Regions from separate parts of the Mus musculus genome. Here all the other regions are linked to region 1. Evidence: chromatin contacts called from public Hi-C and HiChIP or PLAC-seq data. All regions are on one chromosome and are shown on one strand. The core of a region is the stretch at or near the end of the contact, and the rest is flanking DNA. Distances in the headings are between cores, read along the strand shown.

Region 1 (5,187 bases), core at 2,016-4,515:
TGAAATCCACTCTTACCCCTTTATACTTGTTGCAACCACTGGTGATGTTCAGGGATTTTGTTTTGTTTTGTTTTGTGTTTGTTTTCATTTTTGTTTTGTTGTTGTTGTTGTTGTTGTTGTTGTTAACATTGCCTGAATTATGGCAACAGGCTCTCAGCCTTGTGACTTGTCCCACACTGCCAGCCATTCTCATTGCCACCAGACACAGATGTGATCTTACCATCCCTCTCTTTAACATTGTGGCCTTGGACTGGAGAGATGACTCAGTGGTTAAGAGCACTGACTGCTCTTCCAGAGGTGCTGAGTTCAACTCCTAGCAAGCACATGGTGGCTGCACAAACAGCTGTAATGGGATCCAAAGCTCTCTTCTAGTGTGTCTGAAGAGAGTGACAATGTACTCACATACATAAAATAAATCTGAAAACAACAAAACAATTGTGGCTTGTTGCTTAACAGATCCCATCTAACCCACAGCACACAAGCTTCTGCTACTAGCCTCTCCATGATGGCTAAGCCTATCACTTATTATTCTCACACTCAATGGCCAAATCTACAAAGTTCCCTGCAGACTAGCATCCCCAGTACCATCTGGAAGCATGGAAAAATACGGTGTCAGATCCTGCACCAGGAGTAGACGTGACACACTCTGTATTTTGATAACATTCATGTTCATGTATCCTATGCATGTGAAATCCTAAGACTTACTCCCCCGAAGCTGAGATGCTTACAAAAAGACACACAGACAACCTTCTGTGCATACATAACATCTGATGAAAACTATTTTATGCACATCCTTTTTTATTTTAATTTGAACTTTTGCACATATTTTATGAGTTGTCCATTTTAACACTTTATTCAGCACGTTTGGCTATCCTCCTTATTTTGGATGGAATGGTGGTTGCCTCTCGGTTGGCTGAAGCTCCTTTTGTGTTTTCCAACATCCCCTCTTCCAAGAGACTTTCCCCATCCCTTCAAGCAGCTTGCTTCTGCTACCGCGCATTCTTGCAAACATTATGATTGCGTTGTTTTGAATGGTTTTAGTTGTTGCTTTGCTTGGGGGCCTCTTCATTTGTCTCTCTAGATTGTGGTGTCCCAGGGATGAAAACTATGCCATCCCTAGCCCATAGGATAATGATAGAAGACTGGCGGCTTCCTAACAAAGCAAAGAAGCTCTAAGTACAGAAAATGCCTGTCTTGTGATCACATGGCCGAGATCACATGGCCGAGACGTCCAGCTAATTTCTAGTTGTTGACACCACAGCTGAACAGATAACTGGAGCAAGACAAGGCTGATCCTCATTTACCTGTAAGCAATCCAGAACATTCCAAATAACGCTCTCTATTGGTTTTTTTTTTCAGTTCTGTGTCTCTTTGGGGTCTATATGTTCTTTAAATATTTTAATTTATTATCATCATCATCATTGGTGTATGTGACAAGTTTGTGTGAGGTGTGTATGTGTGGCATGTATGTGATGTGTGGTGTGTGTAGTGTGTGTATGTGTGCGATAGCACAGTGAAGAGGTTAGAGGTCAGATCTGTGAAGTTGGCTTCACCCCTCCTCCATCTCCATGTAGGTTCCAAAGTCTGGGCTCATGCCATCAGGTCCTTGGGGTAACCATTTCTGTGAGTTGAGCCCAGTCCCCAAACTTTCTTTTCTGTTTTACATTTGCTGACACATTGGGGGGAGCAGTGTATATTATGTATGTATGCATGCATGACACTGTACATCCGTGGAGATCAAAGGACAACCTGAGAGATTTGGGTCTCTCCTTCTACCATATGGGGTTCCAGGGATCAAACTCAGGCCATAGGCTTGGCAACAAACTCCTTTGCCCACTGAACCATCTCATCAGCTGGGATAGATAACTTCTATCAGGCAGAGCAAGAAAAACATCGACAAATGTCTGGCAGGTTTCGCTTGCTCCATACTTTGAGCTTAATAGATACACAGCCAGGCCAACATGACTGCTCATAGAAGCAAAATTCTCATTTGGAAGGCAGTCATGTCATGTTTCTGTCTGCTCCAGGGTATCCCTGCCTGATTCTAATCCTGACGTGACATTAAATTAATTAGTAGAATAGTCTGACATCTAGAAACAAAATAGTAGCTAATACATTATTCAGATATGCACACTTCTCTAAATCATTTATAATGAAATTTGCGGTGTCCACAGGTCAAAGAGACGTTATTGAACCAAATCTTTTTCTTTTTCTTTTTCTTTTCCCTGTGGTGCTGGATTAAGAATGTCACTTAAGTGCTCAAACACTGAGCTATGTCTCAAACCTAAATTAGTTTCTTTATACACAAACTTGAAATTAGAGCAATATTTCTACCTACTACACAGGGTTACTGTGAAGCTCTAAAAAGACAGGACATAGAAAATCTACAAACTTGGGGCTGGCAAGCCGGTTCGTTAGGTAAAGATGCCTGCCACCAAGCCTGATGACTTGAATTTAATCTCTAGTATCTCGTTAGGTAAAGATGCCTGCCACCAAGCCTGATGACTTGAATTTAATCTCTAGTATCCACAAGCGTGAAAGGAGAAAATCAGTTGCCTCCACGTGCACATAGGCCATGTCCATGCCCGCCCCCACGCACACACTTATACACCTGTACACAGTACAAATAAAATAAAGTCTAATACACTTCAAGAATATAATTGAATTTAAAATTTTAAATTAAGAAAATAAAAACTATATACTTGAAAATTCTAGCATTATTTATTGACATTCACTTTTTTAATGATTTTTTTTTAAATATCACTTCTGGCAAACAGCTATAGATCTTCTCTCGTAAGTGTTTCTTCCTGGACCAGAGGGATGGATCAATGGTTAAGAGCATTTGTTCGTGCAGAGGCCCTGGGTTCCATTGCCAGCATGCACATTTGCAGTTCACGACAGTTCATAACTCCACTCACAGGATGCACAGGGTACTCAGACAGATGAATAAGATGTTCATATGCATAAAAACAAAGCAAAAGTAATTTACATGGTTCTCCCTGTCTTTCTCTTCTGTATGTATCCCCTGCCCCACCCCCGCTTTTTTTTTTATTCCAAGGATATAAATGCCACTTCTAGCTAATGGTTACTCAGATGTATGCAGAGGGAGCTCTTCGGGATATACGAGGCTCTCCACTCACTCATTTTAATCAGAACTAGAGTAAATTAGACAGACAGGTTCTCCCCCTGATATACAGTGCACTTGACACTATATAGAATGGCTCACAGCCAAAAGGGTGACACCATTTCCTGTTGCTTTAGTTCCTCTCGCCTACCCTGCCATGTGTGTCACACTGGATGAATGTGTGTTTGCTCATGGGGAAAACTGCGCAGACACAAAGTAGGAAACAGACAGGAAACAGCAAAGAGGCCAGAATGTTACAGTATCGCTTTCACTGGGGCAGCGCCCAGCACTGGCTTCTTTTAACAGTAAGATGCTAGATCCATTCAAATTGAGCTCATTAAACTTTATTAATTTCCTATTGCTATTCTATTCCAATCTCCATTAACTAAAAATGCTAATTAAAATAATTAAAGTTGACGAAGCTCAGGGTTAAGTGAACCTTAGTATTCTCAAGGCCCTAGATTATTTCCCCAGTACCGAATAGATAAATAAAATGAATATACCTAAATAACATTAGCTCCCAAAGTTGTTTTCCTTATCTAGCAAATTAAGCAAATGAGACCCGCTTTGCAATGGTGAGGATACCTGTAGAGAATACATTGGGAAGTTGGCTTTGGACAATTAAAATCTAGAAGTAATAAAATGATTAATTCATGGGAGACAGAAACTATGGTCATGCTTAGAATCTCTGCCAGTAGAGAGGTATTAATCTCAATTTTCTCCTCGAAGTACAGGCCTTGATTAGAGACCCCAAGATGAATACTGTCTAGGCAAAAGAAGGGATCCTGTCAGAGAGCAACAGTGGGTGAGGATAATCCTGGGCGTGGCACCTGCACGGAGGCTCAGCTGCGGCTTGCTGGGCTGTCTGTCCCACCAGCAAACAGGCTTTATCAGGCATGAAAGACATATAAATATCACTGTACTTATTTCCGTAGTTCATTTTTTAATGGTTCGTGTTAATGGGTATGTAATTTGCTTATGAGAACAGTTTCCCTAATATGCTTTTAACCACCTGCATGAGCCAGCTCAAGTCTAACAAAAAAAGCCTTTTGCATCGCAAATACTCTCAGCGGTGTTAGAGAACTGCGTGATCTGCAGCCAGCGCGCGATGATTCGCTGCTGTGATGATTCTGACTTCACACCCACAGGACTTTATTTCAGCCATGGGGCTGACAGGGTAGACGATAGGAATGTCGGTCTTGAGAGGTGTCTGACTTTGAAAGGCCCACCACCTTTCAGTTTCTCCATTAGTCTGAGTATATGTATGTCAGCTATGGCTGTAGATAGTTTCAGAACCATTGCTTTGAAATTTCCCCTAGGGCATCCCGAGTAGAATGTGAGGCAGGACAGTTGATTTGATTTTTTCCACTTTGTGTTGAATATCAGCTTTCCAACATGCATTCAGAAAGGAAGAAGCTGGGGTTTGTAGGAATAACAGTGGATTGTATCAAGGAGAAAAGCAAACAGTCACACTGCATTGCTCAAAGCTACATACGTTCTCTGCGTTTAAGGACGGGTGGGAGAAGCAAGCAGTGTGTGCCTCATTTGGCAGCTAGGGAAACAGGACTTTAGAAGTTGAAGTGCTGTTTAAGATTATATGCTCCTGAAGAGGGAGGGGAGATCATTATGATGAAAATACATTGTGTGAAATTCTCAAGTGATTAAAATCATTTTAAAGTCACACGCACAGGTACCCATCGGCTACAGAGCTGGAACCTGAGTTCTCATGTTGTAGTCGCCAGACTGGATGTAACTGCAGCAATCCTAGGACATATTTTAAAATTAAGGTAAAAGATAAATCACCGTTCATATGCTACCATTTTCTATCAGGGTTTGGCAGCAGGAAGCAGAGGCCATTGTAACTATTTTAAACAGGAAAACCAGTGCTCAGAAAACAGGAAAGTAGGCTGTAGGCTGGATTTCCAGACATGGCTTCAGGTACCCCCTGCTGGACTGTTCTTTAATGGGACTGTTCCCTCTACCCTAGTCAAAAGAAGGGAGTGGCTCATGACTTTGGGGTTCTAGAACAATGATCCAGATCTGGGGGACTGGGGACTACCAGT
Region 2 (5,187 bases), core at 1,100-3,599, 190 kb after region 1:
GGATCAAGCTGCCATTGCTGACCTGTAAACTGAACTGCCAATTTCCAGACAACACAGACGGGAGTTGCACCAAAGGACCTTTCTAAACAGGTCCACTTCCCCCCCACCCTATCCTTTCTTTTCCACTATGTCTGGTGGGTGGTGAGCTACAAAGGGGGGTTAAAGATTTAAGAACTATCATTAAAAATAGGATTTGAAAAAATTAGAGTTATAGGGGACTGAGGCAAACCAGAGGACTGAATCCCAGGTGAGCTTTCCAATTGGGGCGCATGAGCCACACTAGCAATTACTGTTGGATCATGGGCCTGCCACTTGAAGACACCAGTAACTCTAAACAGCTGGATCCCACAGCTGAAGAAACCGATCATGCCCCCGACCTGTGCCTCTCTCTTTCTGGGACAGCGAATCCAGAAGCCATGTTTTGCTTCCCAGTACCAAATGTTTGGTACTGCCCAGTACCCGGTCACTCAACATCCTTTGTCCCAGACAAGAATCACATGGGGTGGAACTTCTCATCATCTCCTGAAAGGATAGAAAATGCTTTCCTTTGTTTGGGGATTTCGTTGAAGGTTCTCCTCTGGGTTCCTCTACCCCCTACCCTGCTACCCTCCCCATGGTAACTTTTACCTTAAGCTATCCCTCTTAATGAAGCCCCTCTAGAGGTCCTGACGGCAAGCCTCTCTTTCCCATCAAGATTTCCTTATGTTGTCACTGATACTATATTATACTATTATATACTATTATACTATTCCTTTTTAATGCTTTCCCACCTTAAAGCCCAATCCTGCCTCCTCTCCCTCTCTCTCTCTCTCTCTCTCTCTCTCTCTCTCTCTCTCTCTCTCTCTTTCTCTCTCTCTCTCTCTCCAAAGCTCACTTACGAAGAGTAATTTTGTGTCAGCTTTCCCCAAACCAACCACAGTCACACTCATTCTATGACAATTACTTACTACCTCTCTTCTGTCAGAATATGAGCCTAATTTGGTTCGCATCCTGCCCCTGAGTCCTTAAAGGCCACTATCACCTATGGGGGAAAAATATCAAAATTCAAAAAGTTCGAAGTTTCTCTTGAATATTCAATTGTTTTCACCCCCTGTAAAGTGGAATAGTCATAAATCCAACCATGCTAAGTTGGGGGGTGAGTGTGGAGGAGTTTGCACATGCCAGCCACTATGCCTTATGATGTGGCATCTGGCCTAGCCAATGTTGAGTCCTGATGAGAAAGCAAAACCAGACCCTACTTACAGCAAAACCATTTCTATCCATCATATTTGCTTGAATGTGTTTTTGGCCAGGTCTGTGAAACATTCAAGTATAGACAGTTTATAGATCTCTTATATTTCAACCATCATACTCCTGTTCAGTGCTAGAGTTGATTTCTGAATGCATGTGGGTGCTCCCCTTTGAGTGTGTATGTGTGCCCTCGTGTGTGCAAATGCATGTGTGTGCTGGGACATGTGCATGGATATGTGTGCATTGAGAGGCCAGAGGACAACATCAGGAATCGTCTTCAGTTGCCCATTCGCCTTCTCTGAAATGAGGCTCTCTCTGGTCTGGATCTCACACTTAGAGTGGCTAGCTAGGCAGCCCCAAGGAAACTCCTGTCTCTGCTTCCCCAGCCTTAGGATTGCAAGTTCTCCTCCACACCACCCATATGTGGTCAACACACTAAACCCAGTCCTCATGTGTCTGGGACAGGCAAGAGCTTGACCAGCTGAGCCATCCCCTGCCAGACAGACCTCAGGTCTGGTTTTTATAACATGTGGAAGAAAGCATTCTGGACCCGATTTCACAGATGTGACCTGTGGTCGGGTGACTTCCACCAGGTCATAATTGTAGTGCGTGTGGCACTGAGACAACAACTCAGATCACCTGTGCCAAATCGAACGTGGTCTTGGCAAAAGGGAAGTGATTTTTAAAGACCTTAAAAGGGTTGTGACAGTACAAACTTGCCATCTCAACATCTGTGAGGCTGAAGCAAGAAGACCCTGAGTGATGAAGCCAGGGTGGCTACATGGCAAGCCCTAGGGCGGCAGGAACTATATAGTCAGACTCTATCTCAAAAATAAATAAAGTAATTACTATACGTAACCGACAATGGCCGTGCACTCCAACTCAAGGGAGCTCCAGTCTTGGGGGGAGAGGATCTATAGAGTCTTCATTATGGGTGACGAATTGAATTCACCTTTGATTGAGCTCAATGGAGAAAGGCATGCCTCAGTGAGCACAACCCTGTGAGCAGCTGGGGGGAAGCCCTGACCAGTCTCACTTCCTTCCACCAACAGCTCTCTCCCCCACATTCTTCTCAGCATTGTCTCCACTTCCCTGTAACTCACTTATGAGTCAAGTGCAGGCAAGGCCAGCTGCAGACACGCTCTGTTGGCTCCCTGTGCGCCACAGCCTCTGTGCAGGTCTCCAGCACAACACGGCTCTCCTCCAAGGCCCAAAGGAGGCCAGGCTCTGCAGGCCAACAAGTCACAGGGGACCTCCAGAGCCACCTGTTATTGTGACCATATGCTGCCTAGTCACTTTGTTTTGATCAGAGTGTTCCAAAAAGGAAATAAAGCCTACCTTTTTTTTAAGGCCACTTGTCCAGCCCCTTTAAATATTCAGGATTCATTGTTGTTAGATTCACTGGAGACATGAATGAACAACACACTGCCTGCAGTCAGTGTGGTCTCCCGGGTAGGGAGGAAACGTCTGGGTTTGTTGGCAACTTTTCCTGTCAGCTAGGACAAGGTGTCAAATACAGAATTCACACTTAAGAGGAATGACACAATAAAGCTTAAAATATATATATTATTTACATTTTTAGGGGGTAAAATTATCCTAGGGTACATATGATCTATGGGCTGTGGATTGGCGATGCAGAGGCTTTCTATGTAGTGAAAATGAAATAAATATATATAATATGTACAACATCTTATATACTATATATTTATAAAATATTTTAAATAATATTTAAATATCAATAATATAATATATAAATGTATTTGTTTATCTTGGTATAAAATGTATTTATAATATGTAATTTTATATATTATTTAAAATATATAGTTTATAATATATAGTTATATGATATAATAGTTATAATATATAATATATGTTTACATCTAATCATATGTGCTAAAAATAGAGTAAAAGAAAAACAAAACAAATGAATTTATATGAGCAAGTGTACTACAGACATCTCAGTACATCCAGGAATGGTGGCGTCATATAATGAGCTGTATCCGTCCTCCACCCCAAAATGTGCTGGGATCGTAGTCCCTAGTGCCTGAGAAATTAATTTTATTTGAAAATAAGGATCTACAGAGGTGATGAACGTAAAGCCCTGCCGTGGAAGGGTGCCTATGCCCATAGTTAGTGTCCTTAAAAAGGAAGACCTCACATGAAGAGAAAAGCAGACCTCCTCATGGCAAGTAGCATCAGAGATGTCTGCAGCCTTGCTCAGCCTTGATGGGGAAGCTCGGGCCCTAGGGCAAGGAGACCATACACTTCTGTTGTTTCAAACCACCCTGTTAACCCCGTTAGTAGTATTTTATTTTAGTTAGTAGCAGTATGGTTTCCTGGGAACAGCTCCCCTCATTTAGATCTTCCCATCCAAGGCTTCTTCAGTTTGGGTTTAGCTGACTCCCTCCTCCTCCTCCTCCTCCTCCTCCTCCTCCTCCTCCTCTTCTTCCTCCTCCTCTTCCTCCCCCTCCTCCTCCTCTTCCTCCTCCTCCTCCTCCTCCTCCTCCTTCTCTTCCTCTTCCTCCCCCTCTTTCTCCTCCTCCTCCTCTTCTTCCTCCTCCTCCTTCTCTTCCTCTTCCTCCCCCTCTTTCTCCTCATCTTCCTCCTACTCTTCCTACTCTTCCTCCTCCTCTTCCTGCTCCTTCTCTTCTTCCTCCTCCTCCTCTTCCTCCTCTTCTTTCTCTTCCTCCTCCTCCTCTTCCTGCTCCTCCTCCTCCTCCTCTTCCTGCTCCTCCTCCTCCTCACCATCCAGGCCTGCACTGATGTTGTGGCTACCCAGAATCCCTTCCTCCATCACTCTACAGAATTACCTTGGTGATTTTTTTCTGCTCTAAAATGGATGTCTGCAGATTTGATGTCTCCCTCACAGTGAACGGAAGCGCCCGAGAGTAAAGTAAACACTTTGACCTAATCACAGTCATGGATGTCAGTAGGAATCAAATACTCATTTCTTGGTTAAGAACACAAACAAAAATGAATTAAATTGAAAATGAGAAATCTCATTCATATTTTTTTCAATGGATAAATATTCAGTAAATACTTTTTAAATAATTTTTTCATACAACATATTCTGATCATGGTTCCCCACCCTCATCTCCTCCCAGATCCTCAAACTTCATGTCTTCTTCCTCTATCTCTTTAGAAACACATCAGAATAAAACAAAGAGAAGAAAAAAAGAGCACAATAACCCATAAATACAAAATGGAAGCCATGGTAACAAGAAAAAAAATCCCAAACACCACATTATAAAACAAAAAATCTCCAATACCACCATTAGTTTGTTTTGTGCTGGTCATCTACTTGCTGACTCCCTCATGGTGCCTGCCTCTCTGTGTGGTTTGTGTACCCAGGAAGACTCCACTGGAGAAAACTAACCTATCATTGGAGAGAACTAATCTTCCTTTGTGAATGATTCGCAAATGGAGAAAGTCTCTGGGTTAGGGATAGTGTCGTGTGTCCATGCCCCCTTCTCAGTGTTGGGACACATCTGGCTTAAACCTGTGCAGTCCCTGTGCATGCTGCTACCGTCTCTGTGACTTCTTATGCGTATCAGTCCTCTTGTGTCTGGAAAGCAATGTTTCCTTGCTGTCTTCCACCCTCACTGGCTCCGCCTCCTCCTCCACCACCATCACCTCCTCTTCCTCCTCTTCCTCCACTTCTTCCTCCTCTTCCTCCTCTTCCTCCACTTCTTCCTCCTCTTCCTCTTCTTCCTCCACTTCTTCCTCCTCTTCCTCCTCTTCCTCCACTTCTTCCTCCTCTTCCTCCTTTCCTCCTCCTTCCTCCTTCTCTTCCTTCTTCTCCTTTTAAATGTATTCTTCTCTCATATATTACATCCCAACAGCAGTTTTCCCTCCCCACTCTGCTCCCCTCAGCCTCCCTTTCCCCCACTTTGCCTCCCCTCAGAAAAGAGCAGACCTCCCAGGGACATCAATCAAACATGACATAAGAAGCTACAA
Region 3 (5,187 bases), core at 1,193-3,692, 160 kb after region 1:
GTGAATGGTTGAGAGAACTTTCTGTTCTTGGAGAGCAGAAGGTTTGATACCTATCATCCAGTATGGCTCACAACCTTCTGTAACTCTAGTTCCAGGAAATCCAAGGCCTTCTTACTTCTGTAGGAACTAGGTGTGCTCATGATACTCAGGCGTGTATGCAGGCACAACACGTATAAAAATAAAAAGGAAATTTTTTTTAAACCCTCAGATCTTATGTTTATACATAGCCACTGTTTTCAACCACAGAGACATCTTGACATGAAAGAAAGAAAAAAAGAAAGAAAGAGAGAGAGAGAAAGAGAGAGAGAGAGAAAGAAAGAAAGAAAGAAAGAAAGAAAGAAAGAAAGAAAGAAAGAAAGAAAGAAAGAAAGAGAAAGGAGAGAGAGAGAGAGAGAAAGAGAAGCTTAGAGACATGGCCACTATGCTAACACTTTAAAAATGGTGCCTTTTGTCAGAGTGCTTTCCAGAGATTCTAAGTGTGCTACAAATCTCTGCATCCTGAGACCTGTGAGGCCACCATACACCAGCCAGCCAGCCTGTAAGCCCAATGTGCCCTGAGTCATTCTCAGGTCCAGGCTGTTCCTCTGTTGATTGTGCCATCTATTCCTTAACGTTCAGGTAAGAATGACTGCAGAAATGAAAGAGAAGTAAAATGAGGATGGATGAGACAGAAGAGTCTTTTTTTATTCATTTAAAAAACTGATCTATTTACTCCACCTGATAGATCTGACCACGCTCCCTAAATATAGATCAAGAACACTGAAAAATGGCTGAGGACTGGACAGAAGAAAGAGAACAGCAATCAATACCCCTGGAGATATTGTTATGTAAGTGTTTCCTTCCCCTGAAGTTCTGATTCAGATGTGAGCAAGGATGTGGAAGGGATAAGGGTTGAACATCTTCATTTAAATGTCCCAATGGTCCTGACTCACATAGATGAAAGCTGTAAGCCACTCTGACCTGTTTCATAAAGGGGTCTGGCACTATGTCTGCCTCATTATTGATTCTGCCCCCCTGATCCAAATGGCTTCTGTGAGGTCACCGACTGTCTCCAAGGCAAAGGAAAACTATGGTAATCAGAATATTGGATTCAAAACAACAACTACCTTTTTTATTGCAGCACATGAGGATGTAAATGCAGGATCAACTATCAGTGGCCCACTCCTTCCATTACCCACCTTTCCTGTTCCCATCATTCCTCAAGTATGTTCTGGTTATAAGCAACGGCCTCAGTTATCCCAGGAGCTCCAGGAGAGATAGATAGGAAGCAGTGATCTTAGCTATGGACAGCTGTCTAAGAGGCCTCCCCACAGTGCCAAGGACAGGCAGAACTCTAACAAGGTGTGTGGCAGGGCTCCTTCCCATGGCAAGCTGGCCAGGACAAGGATTCCAGGAAAAACACAGCCTCAACTTTAACTCACTTGATAAACTTCATCCCTAAAACATGACATTGGTCCACTTCTGTTGCTCTCCCTAAAGGATATGGTACTGAGGAAAGCAAAGAAAAAACAAGGGGCCCTGTGGTAAGGAGATGTCGTCTGAGCTGAAATATTCTGCCTAGGAAGAAGCATAGAGCTCATAAAATTCAGGAAGCAAAGGAAACATACAAGGATCAGGAAAGCCTTAATAGTTAAGGACTCCTGAGGCCTTTTCCCACGGTTACAGAAACCATAACATCTGCTGGGAAGAAGAGCAGACCATCTCCAGTGGAGATGCCTACAAGTTGTGCAAGGAGATACAAAGATACAGCTTTTGTGACGCACCACCCATGCTAGGGTGGCCTTCTCAGGAATGCAGCCACCTTTGACTAACCTTTGATCTGTGAGTAACCTGCTACATATGTTTCTGTCAGTGACCCTAATAAATTCAAGCAAGACTTGGTGAGATTGTTTTCTCTGCCCTGTCACTGGTTTGCTATCTAGGGTAAATAGGTAGTCACTCTTATCTCCTTAGGAAGTCACACAAGCCCATGAGGAGACTTTCTCAACCACCTCACATCTAAGCCATGCAGTGAATGAGGAGGTAAAACTTTGCTGACCTTGGATACTGATTCATCATTCACTCCCCAGTTTCTGAAATGACCTCTTACTCTTGGTCAGAATGACCAGCACTGACAGTACACAGTTTAGTCAGTCACAGTTTCCAGCCTCCAGAAACTCATCGTCTACTGGGGGGAGACAGTTTTAGGGAATGTTAAAACAGATCCCAGAATGAGAACAATGCAGGCAACAAACTCAGGAAGTGTGGCGAGCTCCCCAAAGCTGAGAAGTCAATGCTAGTTAGCCATGAAAAAGGTAAGCAAGAGAAGAAGGTTTTCTGTCTGCCACCATCCTTCTATCCACCCACACATACTCAGCACATTTGAATAGCTCTGACAGGGCGTCCATACCACACCCACAGCACTTGTGTCAGATGCAGCATGTGACCTTTGGAGCTGGAAAGAACCACAGCCCAAGTTAGGTCACTCAGAGTTACCACCATGCTGTGAAATGGGACACTCAGGCGACCTGCACACACCGTAAAGGCAACTAAGCAATGTTCCAAAGATTAGGAGACCTGAATCAGAAAGATCAGACCCTGGGCTTTCACATACCAGGAAAACAAAACAAAAACAAACAAACAAACAAACAAATCAGACTCATTTTGTTCACTGACATTTTAAAGTGCCATCGACTGCCACCATTATTTCAAGGCAATTTTAAAAGCAACAAAAAGAAAATCAAGATCTTACCTCTAAATTTTAAAAAGAGTCCTTAGAGTTGAATGTATTCTTAGAGAAAGCTATACCGATTATTTCTATTGTTCTGCATTTTAATACAGGTCTCAGAAACCAGTATAGTTCAAGGCCCTGCTATTACAACATTTTAGAATTACAAAACATCTGATAAGTAACCATGTCCGGCTGTTCTTATCATGCTTGATTTCCTCATGTAACATACCCCATTAACACGTCCAGTTGGCTGTAAGAACAATATCGTGGTAAGGCCATTTTGACACATGGACATCTTGACATCTAAAATACAGAATTACAACTGAGACCTTGGGGTAACAGCAGAAAATGCCAACTACTCTAAAACACAAATAAAACAGAGAATTCCTTTAATGCTTTCGACTCTAACCCCCAAAATCCACCTATGTGTCACCCACTCGCCAACGTTAAGCCAATCAAAGGGAGCAAGTGATGCTGTGTGGACCACGATGGGAGCCTAAGGGAGGAGAGAAGATCAAAGGAGGAAGCAGGGGAATAGGGCAAAAATATCAATTTTCCATTTTGTTTAAAAAAAATAATAAGAAAGAGCTAGGGATAGAGCTCAGTTGGTAGAGGGTCGACCTAGCATTCACAAAGCCCTAGCACGGCACAAACTGGGCATACGGGTACATATCTATAATGACAGCCCTCAGGGGGTAGATACAGAAATCCAAGGTCATCCTTAGCTAAATGTCAAGTCTGAGGCCACCCTGAGCTACATGTATGAGGCCCTGTCCCTGTCTCAAAAGTAAATTTAAGTAAGAGTTGGTAGGTCAGTAAGCTCTGGTGTTTCCTGGAAGAAAAAAAAAAAGAAATATATATATATATATGTATATATATATATATATATATATACACATATATACTTGAATATATATATATTTGAATATATATATTCAAATTTCTCAATGTCCAAAGGGCCACTCTGTGGCCTGTGCTAAAATGTGCAGCAGTGTCAAACTGTAGAATTTGGGGCAGTATCAAAAATTGTGACACCCTGAAGCATGTTTAGACAACTGTGACTGGTAGACAACTGAAACGAATTTCTCCGTAGATTCTACAAAGGTCCTCACTGTGGCCACCTGGACCTCACCAAAGAGTCTAATTCCTATCCCTGTCTGTGAAAGCTCTCGCAGATAGTCATACCTTCAGGTGCTTCTCCAGACAGGCTCAGCTCCTCGGAGACTTCCAAAAGTGACAGTTTCACATCCTCTTTCTGCCCAGGGCATTGCCCTCTGATTAAGTTTTAACTTGTTATATTGATCTTCAAGCGTGGCACCTAGAATGAATTCAGACAGTACCCTCCCATGAATCATCACCCTTTCCAATCTAGAAAACGTGCCCTGGTCTCCGGTCCTAATAGCGCATGATGCTTTATGGTAACCATACCACCCTACTAATGTAACAAAATAGTCAGCATGTAGACTGTACCTTGTGGCATCCAGCTTAGGGTTGTAGGAGGCCCCTAGGGTGTTGTAAGAATGGAAAGGGGTAAGCCATGATTACTGGTCACCAGGCTAGAATGAGTCACACGAAGTTCAAATGGCTCCAGACAATCTATCTTCCAGGTATTAGCAGGCTGGCCTTCAACAAATGGACCACTCTTGAGTCCGTTCTGCTCCAGCCAAAATCTCTGTGGCATAGGCCTTGCTTAGATCAACAGGAAACCAAGCAACCCTCAAGGGATGCTGTAGGGTCCCATGCCTCCTGCCCCCACATGCCCTTGCAGTTTACTGTCTGGGGACAACTTACAGGTGACTCAACTCTTCCCAGAGTGACAAACAGACCTGGGAACAGTCAGGAGATCTGACATGGTGACCCTCGATGCTTGATTAGGCAGGAAAAAAATAATAATTCAGAGAACCCTCCAAAAGCAAAGAAGTCCTAGGAAAGGCATCATTTGCCACTTTGATTGACGTTCCCACAGCAGGAAGTTTTCCCCTCTCCCATGAAAGAAAAGTTTCTCTGGCTCAACCCTTACTTCCACTGCTGTATTGATCTTCAAAATGTTTCATAGTGAGACAGTTTCCAGGACGTTAGAACTATGAAATGTTTGTGGATATACATGAAATAATACAGCCCCATAGCAAAACACCTCAGAATGAACAAATTTTTGGCTAAGCTGTCTGTTGTTCATAGAAATGTGACCATGAACCTCTCTCATTCTCTCTCTCTCTCTCTCTCTCTCTCTCTCTCTCACACACACACACACACACAGGCACACACACGCACACACATGCACGCACACATGTGCACACATGTGCGTACATACACACACAACCAGCACAGCACAATTGTAAAATCACCTCACATAGATTTTCTCTAGAACCAGGCTCCATCCATCGCTCCTCCCTGTTAGTGTGAGCAGCTCTCGAATGGCAGTGATTCATGACACTCCTCATTTAGAACTAAACAACTCTTCTGAGGGTCCCAGGAGA
Region 4 (5,187 bases), core at 1,470-3,969, 160 kb before region 1:
TCAGCGTCTGGCTATATGCCTATGTGTGTCTGGGGGACAATGATGCTCACAAAGATTAACTATGTCACAAAGTGTCTTGAATTGGAAAACGATACAAAACCTGTCTTCTGGCCTCATAATTCTCAACAGCCCATCCACAGGTTATCCTCAGCAGACCATTGTGCTAACTCCTGTATAACTAACTTTGCTTTCCCTGGAAGGTGCACTACAAACTCACAGACTGGATCCAACCTACCATGCTGCCCAGCATCACCTACATCATTGTGATGATGCAGGAACCCACCAGTGGGACCTTCAGCCACGCAACCACCGAGACTCTCTCTGCAGAGGAGAAATGAGGCCTGCAAAAGGAATCCTCGATTTGTTAGCCCTTGGCATAAAGAAGTTAAGCTCCAGTGTTTTGCTCGGCACAGAACACCTCCCTTGAAAAATCCTCATATTCTGTGACATGTGGTGCATAAGCGTGCTTGTGTCTGTGTGTGCGGGAGATATAGGTATGTAATCTGTATGTGCATGTGCCTATGAGTAGCAGACCGTAAGAGGAACACAGAAGAGCAAAACTAATCTGGGCAGCATTACCAAAGCTTCATGTTGAAAGAAATACTGATTCACTGTTATTCTAGGCAGCACATACAAATTTCAACCAGAAACTGGCAAGATGGTTGTGTTTTTCAGATGAGCAAAGTGCATACTTTCGGGATGATGGAAGAATATTTCAACATTAATTTTTAAAAGTCCTTTTTATTGGTGAAAAAGCACCAGGCTCACCCAGACCGAGCTGGACCACCACTATTTGATCTGGACCAAAAAAGTCCTCAAGGGACCAGGCCCCTCCCTGGCAGACCTGTCTGCACTTTGGAGGAGACATGGTGTCTTGTGAGATGGTATGGAGTGAGCCACAAATCAACTAGATTTTCTGCCTGGTTTCACCGTACATCATCTGGCACTTTTCATTGCCCCTTTCTGAAGACCACAGAGCATTCTCAGAGCATCCTCAGCCAGGCAACTCAAGGAATATTTGATGTCTCAAAGCCTGAGTTGGGAGCCAGCAACTCTGGTTTCAAGTAGCCTTTGTCAACTTATTGACAACTCTTTGCCTTCATTTTCCCATCCGTGAAACACGTTTGCTCTTTTGGCTAAATTTAAAATGTGGAGAGGGGAAAAAAAAATCTACTATACCTATGCACGATGTAAACTCTTTCATATCTGGACGGTTGTTTTGCAGGCTGCTTTAGATGTGCCTATCTTGCATAAAATGCCTTGCAGGAAACTGCCAACAGTGCTCTCAACCCTCACAACGCCCCCCACCCCCACCCCCGCCCCAGCAAACTGGTCATTGCACGTGATGTTAGTTAGCTTTACAGAGGTAGACAAGGGGAGCCGATCTCAAACTGAGCTGAATTTATTAGTACTTTCTCTTCCAAAGGAAACCTCTTGGGAGCTTGGGACTAGGCAGCTGGCCTGTCAGTGTCCTGGAGAATCAGGGACAACCTGCAAAGATGACAAAATCAAAGACTGCAGGGGGTTTCTGCTGGTGCCAGCCCATATGCTAATTTCTCATTCTGACCTGTCCACACCCTGACATCCCCCCCCCCTCGAATTCCGAGAGAAAAATCTCAAATTCTTTCAACAGATCCCATTTTTTAGTGTGTGCTGGTTGGAATGAGTCTCTGTTCTTTAGAAGCAAATGAAACTCCAAGCTTGAAATTATACCCTCGGAGTCACCTGTTTGGGAAAAGCTATCACTGCTGAAGATATGAAAGGATTTGTAAAGGTGTGTGGGGGAGGGGGAGGTGTGGGTGTGTGAGTGGGTGTGGGTGGGATAAGTGTGTTTCTGTGAAGGCCAGAGGTTGAGATTAGGCATCATCTTCAGTTGCTTGCCATCTTATTTTTGTGACAGGTCTCTCACTGACCCTGGAACTTCCCATGTGGTTAGAGTGTCTGGACAGCAAACTCCAGGGATCCACCATCTCCCCAGAGATGGGGTTACAGACCAGTCTGTCTTCTACTTAAATTCAGGGATTTGAACTCAGCTTCTTAAGCTTGCAGGTCCGTATCAACATGTCAGCACCTTTGCTCTTGAGAGTTCTTATATATTAAGGTTTAGTCAATTTGGAAAATTTGCCCTAATGTGTAATTGAGCAGAAATTCTGAATAAGAATTTAAGACTCAGTTTTTACTACATCTTTAAATTTTTTTTGGGGGGGGGGCGGGTGTGGTAGTGCACACCTTTAATCCCAGCACTCGGGAGGCAGAGGCAGGTGGATTTCTGAGTTCAAGGCCAGCCTGGTCTACAAAGTGAGTTCCAGGACAGCCAGGGCTATACAGAGAAACCCTGTCTCGAAAAACCAGATTTTTTTTTTTTTTACCAGAACCCTGGATGATGACCCATTTTTTATCACTCAGAGGCTAAACTGAGCACTGAGTCCTTGACTCAAAATTTGTGTGTACACAGGTGTGACTCTGGCTTTGGTCATGGTGACTCCATGCTCATGTATGACATGCCATTTGCCTTACCAATGGCCCATCCAGACTGTGATGTCAAACAGGCCAGAAGAATCAGAAACCGAGACCTGAACATCACAGGCCAGCCTTCCCTGGAGTGTGAGAAGCCAGGTTATTGCTGTTCACAGGAAATTTGAGTGAATCATGACTATTTCTGTCAGCCTGAGGTTGAAAGTGAAACCGTATCCAGCCATCAAGGTTTGCTCAACTGGAGGCTGCTGATGGTAGAAAACCAAGTACAGACTTTACTCATAGGTAGTCCTAGACCTGTAGGTGGTACCTGGCTCATCACCTCATCAAAGGCCTCCTACTTCTCTCTGTCTCACACACACACACATACACACACACACACACACACACACATACACACACACACACTCACACTCACGCATGCGTGCACATGTTCTCACGAGTGCGTGTTGTCTATGAAGCCAAGTCAAGTACACAGTTTCAAAAAGAATTGGCCTTGTGGCCACATTTGTACAAGCTACATGTCCTTGTACATATTATTAGTGTCTCCGATCTTCACTTTCCCCGACTTTGAAATATGGATATTAGCCATCACAGTGACCCACAAGTTGAAAGACAGAAACCACATGATCATCTCATTAGATGCAGAGCAGACATTCAACCAAATCCAAAACCCCTTCATGATTAAAGTCTTGGAGAGATCAGGAATGCAAGAGACACCAAAACAAAATAAACTGTTGGCAGTGAGCTCACAGCCAACATCTGCTTAAATGGAGAGGAACTCAAAGCAATTCCATTAACATCAGGAACAAAAGAAGGTTGTCCATTCTCCCCACACCTATTCAATATAGTGCTCTAAGTCTCAGCTAGACACTAAGACAACTGAAGGAGATTAAGATGATACAAGTTGGAAAGGAAGACATCCGAAGAATCTTTATTTGCCCATGAATCATTAATATACATAAGTGTCCCTAACAATTCCACCTGGAAACTCCCACATCTGATAAACAGCAAAGGAGCTGGATTCAGAATTGAGTCCCCCAAATCAGTGGCCCCCCTAAATACAAATGACAAACGGACTGAGAAAAAACCTCAGGGAAACAACACCTCTCACAATAGCATCAAATAATACAAAATATCTTGAGGTGACTCTAGCCAAGCAAGCGATGGACCTGTACGATAAAAACCTCAAGACATTGAAGAAGATGGAAGAATCTCCCATGCTCGGGGCTCAGTAGGTTTAATATAGTAAAAATGGCCATCCCGACAAAAGCAGATTCAGTTCAATCCCCATCAAAATTCCAACACAATTTTTCATGGATCATGAAAGAACAACTTTCAGCTTCATCTGAAAACAAAACAAATACAACAGCTCAAAGAATCCTGAATAATGAAAGAACTGTAGGAGGCATCATCATCTCCGATTTCAAGTTGTACTACAGATCTGAAGTAATAAGTCGAGCATAGTAATGGCAAAAAAACAGACATTGATTAGGGGAGTTGAAGACTAAGACATTAATCCACACCTACTGACATCTGGTTTTTGTTGTTGCTGTGTTTGTTTGCTTGTTTGTTTGTTCTAAAGAAGCCAGAAATACACCCTGGGAAAAGGGCAGCTTCTTCAACAAATGGTGCTGGTCAAATTGGTGGCTGCCTGTAGAACAAATAAACCCACACTTATCATCCTGAACAAAACTCAGTTCCAAATGGATCAAAGACTTCCACATAAAAGCAGATACACTGAGCCTGGTAGAAAAAGAAGTGGGGAATAGCTTTGAACACAGAAAAAGACTTTCTGAACAGAACATCAATAACCTAGCCACTAAGATCAACAGTAAGTGGGACCTCTAGAAACTGAGAAACTTCTGCATGGCAAAGGACAGCACCACTCAGGCAAAGCTGCAGCCTGCAGAATGGGAAAACATTTTGACCAACTCGACACTCAGTAGAGGCCTACTATCCATGCACAGGTCCTGCTTGGGTCTGCACCAAGTTCTCTGCATATATATTATAGCTTCCAGCTTAGTGTTTTTATGGGATGTTTGAGTATGCAAACAAGTAGGTCTCTCATTCTTCTGTCTTCTCATGGAGTATTTCCTTCTGTTGTCAGTTGTTTTGTTTTGTCCAATTCCCATGTACTAGTTTTTGTTTACTCATATCATATTATATTATTATATTATAATCCCTTAGAAACCTGCTAACTTCTAATGAGATACAGAAAAGGAATGGATCCAGATGGGAGTGGAAGAGGGGAGGAACTGGGAGGAGTAGAGAGAAAAGAAACTGTAATCATGATATGTTATATGAGAAAAAAAATCTATCTTCAATAAAAAAGATGGGGGAGCCATACATCATGGAGTTATGAGAGCATGTTATTGGCTACCTGACACTCTCTCAAGTTTTCACACTTTGATATCTTATGGGGAGAACTTAATTTGTATCCAGAGTAGCTCGGGTGGTCTTCTTGGGGAAAAACTTCCAAGATCAAATGAGACCATTCCTATGAGAAAAATTCCTGGGTCTCAGAATATATTGCCATGCTATTTTTGAAAACCCTAAGGAGTAGAGCCAGGGAAACAGAACACACACTTTTCCCCTGGATGAGACAACTTGTCTATTTTTTTTTCCATCTTATCTTATTGTGGTTTTTCTCTCTGTGCCACACATCTCCATAACCTGTGCTGCCTGCATTTGGATGGGGTCGATTGGCCA

The links. Hi-C and Micro-C count contacts between places; a contact is called where the count stands out from the background. HiChIP or PLAC-seq counts read pairs in DNA pulled down with a chosen protein or histone mark.
Region 2: a Hi-C map of B cells shows a contact between it and region 1, with 2.2 times the contacts expected there. The contact joins two enhancer-like sites. A contact is called at or near these places in 1 of 39 promoter capture datasets (the C10 cell line), 2 of 15 datasets of contacts at CTCF or cohesin (large pre-B cells and pro-B cells), 11 of 484 Hi-C or Micro-C datasets (B cells, the C10 cell line, CD4 T cells and 7 more) and 7 of 115 datasets of contacts at active chromatin or transcription factors (the 230-238 cell line, CD8 T cells, cardiomyocytes and 4 more).
Region 3: a contact with region 1 is called in a Hi-C map of pancreatic cancer cells, with 2.5 times the contacts expected there. The contact joins two enhancer-like sites. A contact is called at or near these places in 2 of 15 datasets of contacts at CTCF or cohesin (large pre-B cells and pro-B cells), 10 of 484 Hi-C or Micro-C datasets (the 63-12 cell line, B cells, the C10 cell line and 7 more) and 6 of 115 datasets of contacts at active chromatin or transcription factors (the 230-238 cell line, CD8 T cells, Th17 cells and 3 more).
Region 4: a BATF HiChIP or PLAC-seq map of CD8 T cells shows a contact between it and region 1, with 17 read pairs. The contact joins two enhancer-like sites. A contact is called at or near these places in 1 of 15 datasets of contacts at CTCF or cohesin (pro-B cells), 3 of 484 Hi-C or Micro-C datasets (B cells, cortical neurons and embryonic stem cells) and 4 of 115 datasets of contacts at active chromatin or transcription factors (CD8 T cells, Th17 cells, large pre-B cells and 1 more).

What each region holds. Positions count from the first base shown.
Region 1 is chr3:52,632,674-52,637,860 of GRCm38.p6, reverse strand. No RefSeq gene overlaps it. Among named protein-coding and RNA genes, the nearest start is that of Gm30235, 15 kb to the left of the region's middle. Within about 2 kb of position 3,265, at least 95 of the 459 cell types and tissues checked have an H3K27ac peak or open chromatin away from gene starts, as enhancers often do. A contact at or near this core is called in the 230-238 cell line, the 63-12 cell line, B cells and 10 more, where this site is marked.
Region 2 is chr3:52,441,248-52,446,434 of GRCm38.p6, reverse strand. No RefSeq gene overlaps it. Among named protein-coding and RNA genes, the nearest start is that of Gm38537, 23 kb to the left of the region's middle. Within about 2 kb of position 2,349, at least 119 of the 459 cell types and tissues checked have an H3K27ac peak or open chromatin away from gene starts, as enhancers often do. A contact at or near this core is called in the 230-238 cell line, B cells, CD8 T cells and 7 more, where this site is marked.
Region 3 is chr3:52,467,321-52,472,507 of GRCm38.p6, reverse strand. It overlaps Gm38537 (a long non-coding RNA gene), which reads right to left. Exons shown (of 5, transcript XR_867264.3): 1 at 5,061-5,187; 2 at 3,896-4,028. Among named protein-coding and RNA genes, the nearest start is that of Gm38537, 2.7 kb to the right of the region's middle. Within about 2 kb of position 2,442, at least 25 of the 459 cell types and tissues checked have an H3K27ac peak or open chromatin away from gene starts, as enhancers often do. A contact at or near this core is called in the 63-12 cell line, Th17 cells and pancreatic cancer cells, where this site is marked.
Region 4 is chr3:52,788,638-52,793,824 of GRCm38.p6, reverse strand. Gm30292 (predicted gene, 30292) reads left to right here. Exons shown (of 5, transcript NR_166453.1): 2 at 201-494; 3 at 1,682-1,774; 4 at 1,901-2,049; 5 at 2,456-4,824. Among named protein-coding and RNA genes, the nearest start is that of Gm30292, 6.6 kb to the left of the region's middle. Within about 2 kb of position 2,719, at least 15 of the 459 cell types and tissues checked have an H3K27ac peak or open chromatin away from gene starts, as enhancers often do. A contact at or near this core is called in CD8 T cells and Th17 cells, where this site is marked.